Regions from separate parts of the Mus musculus genome. Here regions 2, 3 and 4 are each linked to region 1. Evidence: chromatin contacts called from public promoter capture Hi-C data. All regions are on one chromosome and are shown on one strand. The core of a region is the stretch at or near the end of the contact, and the rest is flanking DNA. Distances in the headings are between cores, read along the strand shown. Region 1 holds the start of Thbs4 (thrombospondin 4). Region 2 holds the start of Arsb (arylsulfatase B). Region 3 holds the start of AW495222 (expressed sequence AW495222). Region 4 overlaps Homer1 (homer scaffolding protein 1).

What was found. Promoter capture Hi-C pulls out the DNA fragments that hold promoters and counts their contacts.
Region 2: a promoter capture Hi-C map of stem cell-derived epiblast-like cells shows a contact between it and region 1, with 4 times the contacts expected there. The contact joins the promoter of Arsb here to the promoter of Thbs4 in region 1. A contact is called at or near these places in 4 of 39 promoter capture datasets (the HPC-7 cell line, HPC-7-derived erythroid cells, pre-B cells and 1 more).
Region 3: a promoter capture Hi-C map of second pharyngeal arch cranial neural crest shows a contact between it and region 1. The contact joins the promoter of AW495222 here to the promoter of Thbs4 in region 1. A contact is called at or near these places in 5 of 39 promoter capture datasets (the C10 cell line, cranial neural crest, frontonasal cranial neural crest and 2 more) and 2 of 9 other capture datasets (embryonic stem cells and liver).
Region 4: a contact with region 1 is called in a promoter capture Hi-C map of pre-B cells, with 2.6 times the contacts expected there. The contact joins the enhancer-like site here to the promoter of Thbs4 in region 1. A contact is called at or near these places in 5 of 39 promoter capture datasets (the C10 cell line, hippocampal neurons, liver and 2 more) and 1 of 115 datasets of contacts at active chromatin or transcription factors (embryonic stem cells).

The regions. Positions count from the first base shown.
Region 1 is chr13:92,793,424-92,796,131 of GRCm38.p6, forward strand. Thbs4 (thrombospondin 4) reads right to left here and starts at 1,395. Exons shown (of 22, transcript NM_011582.3): 1 at 1,157-1,395. The coding sequence starts at 1,250.
Region 2 is chr13:93,770,357-93,773,064 of GRCm38.p6, forward strand. It overlaps Arsb (arylsulfatase B), which reads left to right and starts at 1,323. Exons shown (of 8, transcript NM_009712.3): 1 at 1,323-1,736. The coding sequence starts at 1,422.
Region 3 is chr13:93,717,839-93,720,546 of GRCm38.p6, forward strand. AW495222 (expressed sequence AW495222) reads right to left here and starts at 1,337. Exons shown (of 3, transcript NR_045086.2): 1 at 1,046-1,337. All of the region lies in intron 13 of Dmgdh (dimethylglycine dehydrogenase precursor), which reads left to right.
Region 4 is chr13:93,387,332-93,390,039 of GRCm38.p6, forward strand. It overlaps Homer1 (homer scaffolding protein 1), which reads left to right. Exons shown (of 10, transcript NM_147176.4): 7 at 193-349. Among named protein-coding and RNA genes, the nearest start is that of Gm6109, 60 kb to the right of the region's middle. Within about 2 kb of position 1,365, at least 51 of the 459 cell types and tissues checked have an H3K27ac peak or open chromatin away from gene starts, as enhancers often do. A contact at or near this core is called in pre-B cells, where this site is marked.

The sequences.
Region 1 (2,708 bases), core at 145-2,644:
CATTCAGGGCTAGCAGCCTGGCCCAGAGGGAGAAGGAGATAAGTGAATTAAATCAGTTGAGCTGCTGATTGCCGACTTGATAATTCTATAAAAGAATCTGCCAGACACCTGACTTAATCAGATTGTCTGCAGAAACTAAGTTAACAGGATAAGTTAGGTTATATCACTTGAATGCAAGTCTTCACTGTCTGGTCTAAAGAAGTAGAATCCAAACCTAACCTACACCACTAAGTTGTGTGCTCCAATGTCAAGAATTTATATAACAGAAGATATTATATAACAGAAAATAACCTCTGGACTGTTGGGTGCAGTGGGTGGCCACTGTGGTGGCATGAAGGGAACACAGACTGCCTGCTCAGCGTGCTTTGCTCAGCCTCGGGAAGGAAACCTTTTTCTCCTCCTGTGCTGCTTCTGGCTTTCCTCATTCTCGTCCATAGTAAACCAATCCAGGTGCCCAGTGTCACGAGGAAGGCCAATGTGCACAGCCTGCCCGAGCCCCGAGATCCTTCCTGGCTGTAGTAATTGCTTCCTTGTGGTCTTTATACGAAATTTTGCTTAGCCGTAAGTGCTTTCTACCTGAAAATTATTTCAACTCCCTGTCAAATATTGAATTTTTTTTTTTTTTTTTTTTTTTTGCCTCTTCACAGAAAAAGATCGATTTCTAAAGAGTCTCAAGTAACCACACTGAGTCCGGGGGAGGGGGGGAGCTAACCTTTGATTGTAAGAAGCACGGAAGGCGGGTGGAGCAAAGCAGCATTGCTCACGGGTGGTGCCACTTGGTGCCAGGGCTTCCCTGAGAGAAGGGACTGGAGGGAACAGACACTGGTCTTCAGACAACCAGGATTTCAACCCCTGCCAGAGGACCAATGACCCTGTGGCACATTCTACAGTGAATGATGAAAACTAGTTTGCACCCCCCTCCAAACTATAGTTTAAGGAATTGGTCCTGTGGTTGGGTAAAGGAATTGGAGAAAATTCTAGACTTTCCTCATCACTTTCAATAACGATGTACTTCCATTCTGGTCCCGGAGGAACAGAGAGGTGCATGGCAAGGCCTCAGGAGCCCAGGCAGAGCAGTGCAAAACTGGCCCCTCTAGGTGATCTCAGGACAGCAACAGTTAGCTGGATGCAAAGGGGACCAAAGGAAGCCACTTACCCTGGGGTGTGGCCTGGGCGCTCGTCCGCTGCCACGGCTGCAGGACCAGGTGCAGCAGGAGGAAGGCGGCCGCGGCCGCGCGTGGGGCCGGCATGGTGACTCTTCTGCTCCCTGAGGGCTGTGCAGGCGACAATGTGGCGTGGCTTTGCCGGCGTAGGGCGCTGTTTGCTGGCCTCGGGCAGTGAGCGCGCAGGTGGCGGGCAGGGCAGTGCGCAGCCGTCGGAGGGGCGCTGGCTGCTGGGCTCCGCGGCCGCAGCCCGCGCTTTATGGTCCAGCCGCCCGGGGGGCGGGGGGGGGGAGGGTGCGGGGGAGGACCGAGTCAGGGCGGCCCCCTTGGCCAGGATCCCCCATTTGCCAGGAAGAGCGGGGACGGCGGGAACCGGGAGCGTGGGCCACCGAGGGAAACGCTGGTGTGGAGACCAGACGGAATGGAATGAGGTGGACAGTGGGAAGGGGTGGGCAGACACAGAAGTGTGCTGAGGAAGGGACAGAGGTTGGGCAGAGAGGGCCACAGCGGAGGAGGCCTCTTCTGGTCCCCTAGCCTTGAGCACCTCTATGCTTTTCCCTCTTACTTTTTATGTTATTTAGAGAAACATCACTTGGACGTGTCTCTAAATACTTTAATTGCTTTCCCAACTGGTCTTGACTGCTGATTCCCCCACAGGATTTGTGTATTTCTACAAGCTTTCCTTGAACAATTGAAATGATGAATTTTTTTTTTTCCACCAAGTTTTGAGACAGAAAGAGTGATAAGTGGAAAGGATTGATTTATTTATTTATTTATTTATTTATTTATTTATTTAATGCGGGGGTGTTGGAAATAAAAATGTCGCAAGGTATCCACGCAGACAGTTAGGCAGAGATGGAGATACTGAGTCTCATGGATGATTTACTTCAGGCCAGTTTGCAAAAGGGCTGTGCACCCACCTTGGGCAGCACAACACTTTCTAAAGGTTCAGTTTGAAGCTATGGGGTTAGGAAGACAAAGCAGGGGCACTGGAGTGGCCCCTCTTCCTCCCAGGCAGAGCCCTCAGAGGGTGTCATGGATTAACTAAAGGGAAAAACATTTGAAAAGCGGCAGTAAAAATATTCCCTGTGTAACAATCCCCACCAGTGCAGAGGGCTTCAGAGGATTTCTAGACCTATCTCATCTGTATTCTCAAAGCATTCCATTTGTAGAAGCTATCTACCACCAGCTGGGTGGTTAACCCACCATTCTATCTCCAATCCCTCTCCACTCCTGATTGTGTTTACAGCTAATAAGTCGAAGATCTGAGCTGTCCTCTCAGCAATCTTCTCTTTGGTGTCTAATAAAGGCCTCTCTGGGCATTCTGTAATGTTGTTTTATCTAGTGCATTAGGCAGAATGGGTCACCATATGCCTATCAGTTAGAACTGAAAACACACAAAAGGGGCAGGTATGCGTCCCTATGCAATAATGAGATGGATCAGACTTTGGAATATTTTCTCCAGGTTTCCGAACTGAGTCTCAAGGTTAGAGGGGTGGAGGGCTCTAGCCTATGCTTTAGACAGAAGAGCTCTGCCTTTAGACA
Region 2 (2,708 bases), core at 73-2,572, 980 kb after region 1:
CTGGACCTTGGCCTGGGACTGTAATCCCAGTTCTGTCAGTGGGAGATGAAGAGGCAGGAGGACAGAGAGCTGGAGGAGCTATCCTGGGGTACATAGTAAGCACCTGCTTAAAAACAAAAAGGAGAGGACTATAGAAAACAATTATGGAGTAGAAGAATATGCAGAGACCACACTATCCCCAACACAAAAGCGAACAAACAACTCTTCTAAGATATTGTTTTTGGGTTTAAAAATGCCAAAATTTAAAACTTTCTGGCTATATTTTACTAAGGATAAGTAGTAGTTATCTACTTCAAAGAAAACTCTTATGTATGTTAAGAGGGAAACATATATTCAAGGATAATCTTTTTTTAAAAAGGAAAATTTTGGCCGGGCGTGGTGGCACACACCTTTAGTCCCAGCACTCGGGAGGCAGAGGCAGGCGGATTTCTGGGTTCAAGGCTAGCCTGGTTTACAAAGTGAGTTCCAGGACAGCCAGGGCTACACAGAGAAACCCTGTCTCAAAAAAAAAAAAAAAAAAAAACCACACACACACACAAAAGAATTTTTTTACTCTCACACAAATCACAAATGCAGAAATGAATACATCATGTGATTTCATCTAATTTATTAGTGAGAAACCGATAAGAAATTAAAATTGGTTATAAGGAACAATACCACAAACGCCCATCAGCCAACCGCATGGAAGTCAGTTGAGTACATCAGCAATAATTACTTTTCAAGGGTATCATTCATCCAGAGCTTCTAAAGCTGTAAAGTAACTCCCACGGACTCGGCCTCAGCCAGAGAGGGTGTGTCCTTCAGGCAGCGCACATTTTTTCTCTCTCCACCTAACAGTTATCACTCATCTCTAGACATTGAGTAAGCAAGTAGACAGTCTTAGGTGGGCATACCCCGAATGTCTTGAAATGAAACTTCACCATTTCATTTTAGATTCTGGGCAGACAGAATGAATGTGTTTGGCCCACTGATGATGGGAAGGAAGTGGCTTCATGGGTACACACTGCACAAAGGAATCTGAAACACCATCTGCACCACCTCTCTTCTCTCATCTGTAATGGTCCAAACCATTACAGGGTTTCTTCTGGGGATAAAAGGAGCGCTAACTATAGTGCTTAGCTGTCAAGTTTGCGGCTAGATTTAATCAGATAAAGGTTGTGAAACAGCTTTGGAACTTGTGGCTCTCGAGTTCATGGCTAAAATAAAGAACGGGCCTCTGGGCCTTGGAAGGACCGGCTGAGTTCGCCCGCGCGCTCTGTGCGGCTCCTCCCCCGGCCCCCGCGGGAGGCGGAGGCCGTGGACGCCGGCCCTCCCCAGCCCGCGGCCCGCCCAGGTGGATGAAATCTTGCTGGGGAGCCCGGCCGCTCAGTTCCCGATTCTGTCGGGGGTGCCCGCAGCACGGGCTCTGCAGGCTGCTAAGGATGGGCAAGCTTAGCCCGTGCACTGGCAGGAGCCGGCCTGGAGGTCCCGGGCCGCAGCTGCCACTCTTGCTGCTGCTGCTGCAGCTGCTGCTGCTGCTGCTGTCGCCGGCCCGGGCCTCCGGAGCTACCCAGCCTCCGCATGTGGTCTTCGTGCTGGCGGACGACCTGGGCTGGAACGACTTGGGTTTTCACGGCTCGGTCATCCGCACGCCGCACCTGGATGCGCTGGCGGCCGGCGGCGTGGTCCTGGACAACTACTACGTGCAGCCGCTGTGCACGCCCTCGCGGAGCCAGCTGCTCACCGGCCGCTATCAGGTACTAGGCGGCCTCCAGCCCCGCGTGACCCCGCGAGCCCGCCAGCTCAGTCGGACCGCGCTCGACAACCCTGGCTTCCCCAGGCTGCTGCCTAGGGCCACTGCGCATGCCTGACTTCCTCCTGGTGGCCGAAGGCAGGAGTGGCTTTCGTTTTCTCTAGGTCAGAGGAGAGCGGGGTTTCTGGGATCTCGAGGTGCTGTGTCTGTGAACCCCCAAAGAGAAGGATAGACGAGGTCCTGAGGAGAAAGGATGGAGAAGAAAAGGGAGGCCCAAGGAGCTCCAGAGGGCCATTAAAGTGAGAGGCTGCACTGGGACGGACCCTAGTGACTGACGCGGTGTGTCATAGATCAGGAGTGACCTACTTGAGCCAGGAGGATAGGAAGCCATGTAGATGGGAGTTTCAGAGATTAATTTAGAAACACTAAAAAGACTTGGGATTGTTGACAAGGGACGCATCACCCGAAAAGCCTTCAGTGAATGAGCGTGGGGGTGGGGTATGTGAAAGATCTTAAGCTTTCTCTCAGCCCCTGTTGTACCTGGGAGTCAGGCCACAGGTGAGATAAGGTGCACCCCAGGCTCCTATATCTTTCCTTTACTAAGTTACCCCCTTGCCTATAACTATGCATATGTCAACAACGTGGAAATTCCAGCACCCACGCTCAGATCCTCCGCTGTGCATGGCTAACAATGGAAGTCATTTCCAGGTTCTCCGTACCCCTACAATGAAAATAAGGGTGCTGATATTTCTTCTACCTTTGAGGGTGAATCCAGCCCACATGAGTCTCTTCACTGCCCCTTTAGAGAGTATGTCCCCCACAGAGTATGTGTATGTTAAATGACTGGGAACAGTAAGAACGTATCTTGTAGTGTTTTTATTGTACTGAAACGTTTTTAAAAACCACTTTATGAGGTAGTTATCTTGAACGCCCTTTACAGGCGAGGAGATAGCTTGCCTAAATTGGATGTCAGCGG
Region 3 (2,708 bases), core at 87-2,586, 920 kb after region 1:
TTGAGTAGGGAAAGAACTCCCCTGCCTCTCTGCTTTCCAGATGAGCACTGACTGGGTTTGGGGGTAACGTTTATTCTGCCTTAATTCCCCCTGCTTAGTGGTGAACCCCAGACATTTTCTGGCAGGCACACGCCAGAGGATCTGAGTATCACCTCTCACATCCTTGCTTTCCCTCTGTTACGTTTCATTTCCCTCTCACAATCATCCTTAGGCGAACTAATGTCCTTTTCTTTTGAGGGACAGGGACAGTGGTCCCGTGTGTGTGGGTCTAGTCTTCCCCACCAGTGGGAATCAAGAGCTTCTCTGTGTACAATTGTTAACCACTTACACAACATTTTTATATGCATTGATTCTGCTTTGCTTCTGTCTTAGTTTCCTTCCTGTTTCTGTGGGGGAAAAAAATACCCTGACAGAAGCGAATTCAGGGAGAAAGGGTTTCTTTCAGTTCACAGGTCCAGGTTACAGTCCTTCAGAGTGGGGAAGTCACAGTGACAGTGGCTTGAGAGAACTGGTCATGTCACATCCATAGTCTAAAATGATTGCAAGCCCCTGGACAGCTGCTAACTGGCTTCCTGCACTTTACCCAGGATCCCCTGCCCAGGGAATGTGGTGTCCACAATTATGAAGGGTCTTCCCACATTGACTGTTGTCATCAAGATAAAGCCCCTATGCGCGTTCCCAGAAGCCCTTGTTCTATGACTTAGCTTTACCACGACTCTTATTTTGCATACATTCACTGGGTTCATTGAGCCCCCAACATCCAGATTCCTGTGACCAGGGTCCTATTTACCTTGTGGGAGAAACAAAACCCTAACTTTTACAGAGAACTGACGTTTTAGGGGCCATTGTAAACATGAGCTTCCGAGTGGGGACTCTGGGGTTTAAATCTATCCTTTACTTAACTCTTGGCTGGCTGGCCTGCTCTCTTATAAAATGGAGTATTTATCCTAAAGAATCAGCGCAGACGTAGAGATGGTTAGTAATGAGCCGAACAAACACACTATACAGTTAATTTCTAGGTTAACCTGAGAGCTCAGGTACTTACCCTTGGGCCTTCTCATTGATGCAAGCTTGCAGGAAGCCGGTCCTGCCTGCTGCAGCGAACTCAAGTTTACAGCCAGGACTCAGGCAAGGCCAGCTGCCCTCAGAAAACAAAACAAATTTGTCCCCATGCTCAGGAAAAAGGACAGAGAAGCCACCCCTTGAGAGTTAAACATCGCTGTATTCTAGCCTCAATTTTTCTGATGTTTTTGGTTTTTTTGTTTTTCCTTCTGCTTCCTCTCCCTGGGCTCCATTTTAGGGTCCTCTTTCCCAACAGTGCCAGAGCGCCCTCTAGTGCAGAAACATCGGCGAAGTCGCTCTGTTTCCCTGAAAAAAAAAATCTCTAATTTTGGCAGACTGAAAAATAATTTCAGAGTAACTCAAACTAATTTAGGAAATATGAGAACACTTTTATGTGGTGTAAAGTAGTCTTACGTTTATCTAGTTTATGTCGACTCTTTGGGAGGTTAGAGCAGGCAGTTCTCATTCCCATAAAGAAATGAACAACAAAAAACCCGACTTCCAGAAAGGTCCTCTGCTCATTAACACTTAACTGAGTACATCGAGGTATTCTGTTCCCATTTCTATACATTTAGCAGTTCCTCCTGAGTTCATCTCTTTCATTTCCCCTCAGTTCTCATCGTATAAATTAGAATCTTCAAAAACCCCTTAAAAACAAAACAGTGATAAAAACCCCCTAACTTCATTCAGGTTTAGAACTAAATATTGGATTTCCCCTGAATTGATGCATCCTATCTCGAGTCAGCTAGTTCTGAGCTTTAATCCTCCCTTCCCGTTTTCTTTCTAGAACTCTGCAAAAGCCAGTGTTCTGTCACCTGCTTTCCCCTCTTTACCCCCATTCATGGCTAAATGCAAGCTAAGCAAAGTTACTTGTTACTTTTTTAAAAACACAATTATGTAATTAAAATTATTACATAACATACATGAGATTCTTGTTTGTGAAACACCATGTACTAGCCTTCAAATATTTATTAAGGTAAAAGATCGGAGGCCAGAGAGATGGCTCAGTGGTTAAGAGCACTGTGTGTGCTTCTCCTGCAGAGAAGCAGAGGTCAGTTCCCAGCATCCTCGATGGGCAGCCCCGTTACTTCAGTTCTGGGAGAGCACACCTGCACACACCCACACGCAGACATGAACACATACATGTACACGCAATGAAAACAGATAAATTCATTAACACCTTTAAAATAAAAGAGCAGTGGAAACCAACCCAATGTTCAGTCTCTGTGTTTGCCATATTTAAAAATAACAGCATTTGCCAAAGGCTTCATTTGAATGGAAAATACTGCTTCAGAGACTAGTCCATAATTGGTCTTTTAAAGAATCTTTACTCAAAAACCATCCAGTGTCCTTAATTCTGGGGAGACTAATATAAGAAAGTGATGTCTCTGTTTCTATCATTGTTATGCATCAGCTCAAGGTGGGAGCCAGTGTTTGCCAGTATTTGCTGAGTGAAGGTAATGGGTTTGTTTCTGTTTTAGTAATCTCTTCATCTCCCCTCGCCCTGTACTTGCTGGGAGTGGTGGTGAACTCCTTTAATCCCCTACCTGGAGGAAGAGGCAGGCAGATCTCTCTGAAGTCCTTTTAAGGACAGCGCAGTTCTTCAGTGAACCAAATTAGCAGGCTCACCTGGGATTCAAAACCTG
Region 4 (2,708 bases), core at 115-2,614, 590 kb after region 1:
TATATTAACATATATCTGTGTCACACTGATCTGTTCCATCATTCTGCTAGAAGTATTTTTTGTTGTTTTAATGTTTGGGGTTGTCTTTGAAAACACTCTTAGACTATAATCCTGGTAGTAGAACTAAATATTATTGTCCATTCAGAAACAGTTCTCAGTGAAGTGATCAGTATTCTCCTTGTTGCATTTTAGTTCAGCAATCAGCAAACACTGGGAGGCTGAGCTAGCTACCCTCAAAGGCAACAATGCCAAACTCACTGCAGCCCTGCTGGAGTCCACTGCCAATGTGAAGCAGTGGAAGCAACAGCTTGCTGCGTACCAGGAGGAAGCAGAGCGGCTGCACAAGCGGGTAAGGATGGCCCTGCCAGGATTGGGGTAACTAACGGTTCTGTGGCGAAGGGAAATTTGTATGTAAATGCAGCACATGAACACCTGACATCTTCTGGGGTTATTCTTTGGTTATCAGAGAATATATATAGCTAAGTTTCAGCTTTTGCTGGTCAGACAATATTCTTCACAGTATAATGAGAGTGAAGACTGTTCAGCTTTTGAAAGCAAATGAACTGATTGTAGTTCCAGCTCTGCCACATTAGGCGCATGCCTTTGGGAACGTCTCTCTTTCAGCTCAGTACTTAATCTATAACATAGGAATAATAGATATCCTCTCTAGTTTCTTGAAAGTTAACCGAGATACTTAACTGATAGTTAGTTGTAGTAAGTTAAAAATACATTTCCCAGTGCCAGTCAGTGGTGGTGCATGCCTTAATCCCAGTACTCAGGAGGCAGGGGCAGGCAGATCTCTTTGTTTCAGGATAGCCAGATCTACACAAAGAAAACCTGTCTCAAAAATGAAAACAATTATAACAAAATACATTTTCTGTCCTAGCACAAAGGTGCTTAAAGGTATTCCTAAGTACTTGGCCGTATATGGTTGGAAGATTTCTTAAGATTGGAAGTTCAAAGCCAGCCTAGGCAACATCCTGTGCAATTCCTATGTATTTAGGGTTTTCGTGGCATATGATTATACAGATTTATTGATTTGCAGTCAGACAATAAACATTTTTAATTATCTTTTGTTTTTAGTAATAAAGGAACAATTTGAAAACTATGGAAATGTTTAAATAAAAATTAATAATATTAGAGATTTAAAATAGAAAATTAAAAATACCAATATTGCTAATAGCAGCAAGAAAACAATTTCTTAAAATTTCTCTATATTGGAAACATAGAAATGCATTTAGCTCATAGGAAGCAGATGTCACCAGTGCCCCTTTTGAAAAGGAAACCAAGTGAGTGAGCTCGGTAGACAGTAGGGAAATGGCTGAGTAGCAGAGTAGTGTTGAGTAGAGCAGGCCCAGATGGCAGATGTGTAGGAAGGAGAGGAGTAGAGCCTGGAGGACGGACTTAGAACACGATGGATATTACCCACTCCTGTGCATACAGATTAACTTTCAGTTTACCACATGAAAAAGGGTGGAGCTCTGCTTGTAATACATGAATGTACTTAGTGATACGATAATTTTTGTAGTTTTTTTTATCTCAATGGAAGCCTGCCTTACTGGCAAACCGCTGGTGGTTAATATCCACTGAAGATCAGTCATGTTTCCATGACTGTATGATCCTTTCCTAGAAAGAAGGTTTGCAGCAGTCCGCTGCATTCAACATTAAAGAATTTATAAAAAGAAGTGCACACTTCCAATTCAGCAGTCTGCAATCTTTGTTTGAGTCAGTCCACTATATATACAGTGAGGTTTTATAAAGTTTATATTATCATCAGCAGTCAGTAGATCTCTTGAATTTGTGGAACTGTGAATTTATATATCAATAGCTTGAGTTTATTTCATTTTTTTCCAAATCCTAGAGAAAAAAAAATCCTTTAGCCTCGTTCCACTCAGTCTTTTGAGGTTTCCCTGGAAAGCTTGAAGTGTTTTTAAGGTCTTGTTCATTTGCCAAGATTTCAAACTGCCTTCTCTATGGCCAGCACCACCATGGCTCAGTCCTTCCAGTGTCTGGCTTTTCTCTGCCTCCACTGCCACCACCTCCTTAATCCCCCACCCTACCCCCCACCGCCTATTTCCTGACTCTGTGTGCTCAGCTGTGGAGTCCACTAAAGATTTGTGAGAGGTCTTTTTGTCATTTAATTCCCCCAGTTTTTAGCTCTTCTAAAATGTTTGAACTCAGGAAAATAAAGCTGAAAGTTCCAGCTGGAGTCTATCAAGCAGTACAGCCATCCTGGCCAGTGCCGTTAGACAGACATGTATAAATCATTGACAGTTAGTGTGACTGCTTTAAGAGAGTGGGTTGTTTCAGTGTTTTGTTGTTGTCCTGTTTGTTGATTTTGTTCACAGGTTTTTTGTTTTGTTTTGTTTTTTAAATCTGTGGGAAAGGTTGTGACTAGCACTGAAAATCCCTTTAAGAAATTTTTAATCAAAGACAACTGTATATATTAAATAACAAAGAATTTTTTAAGTGTGTGAGCATGTCTGGGTGCATGTGGATAGAATATCTTTATGGAGTTGTGGGTAAGTATATGTTGTGGCTCCCATGTTGGGGTTTGGGGTCTGAACTCAGATTATCAGGTTTTCGTGGCAGCTGCTTTGACCTGCTGAGGTATCGTGCCAGCCCATTCCCAGTATTATTATTATTATTATTATTATTATTATTATTATTATTATTATTATTTTAAAATTAGATGCTCCATTTTGTGA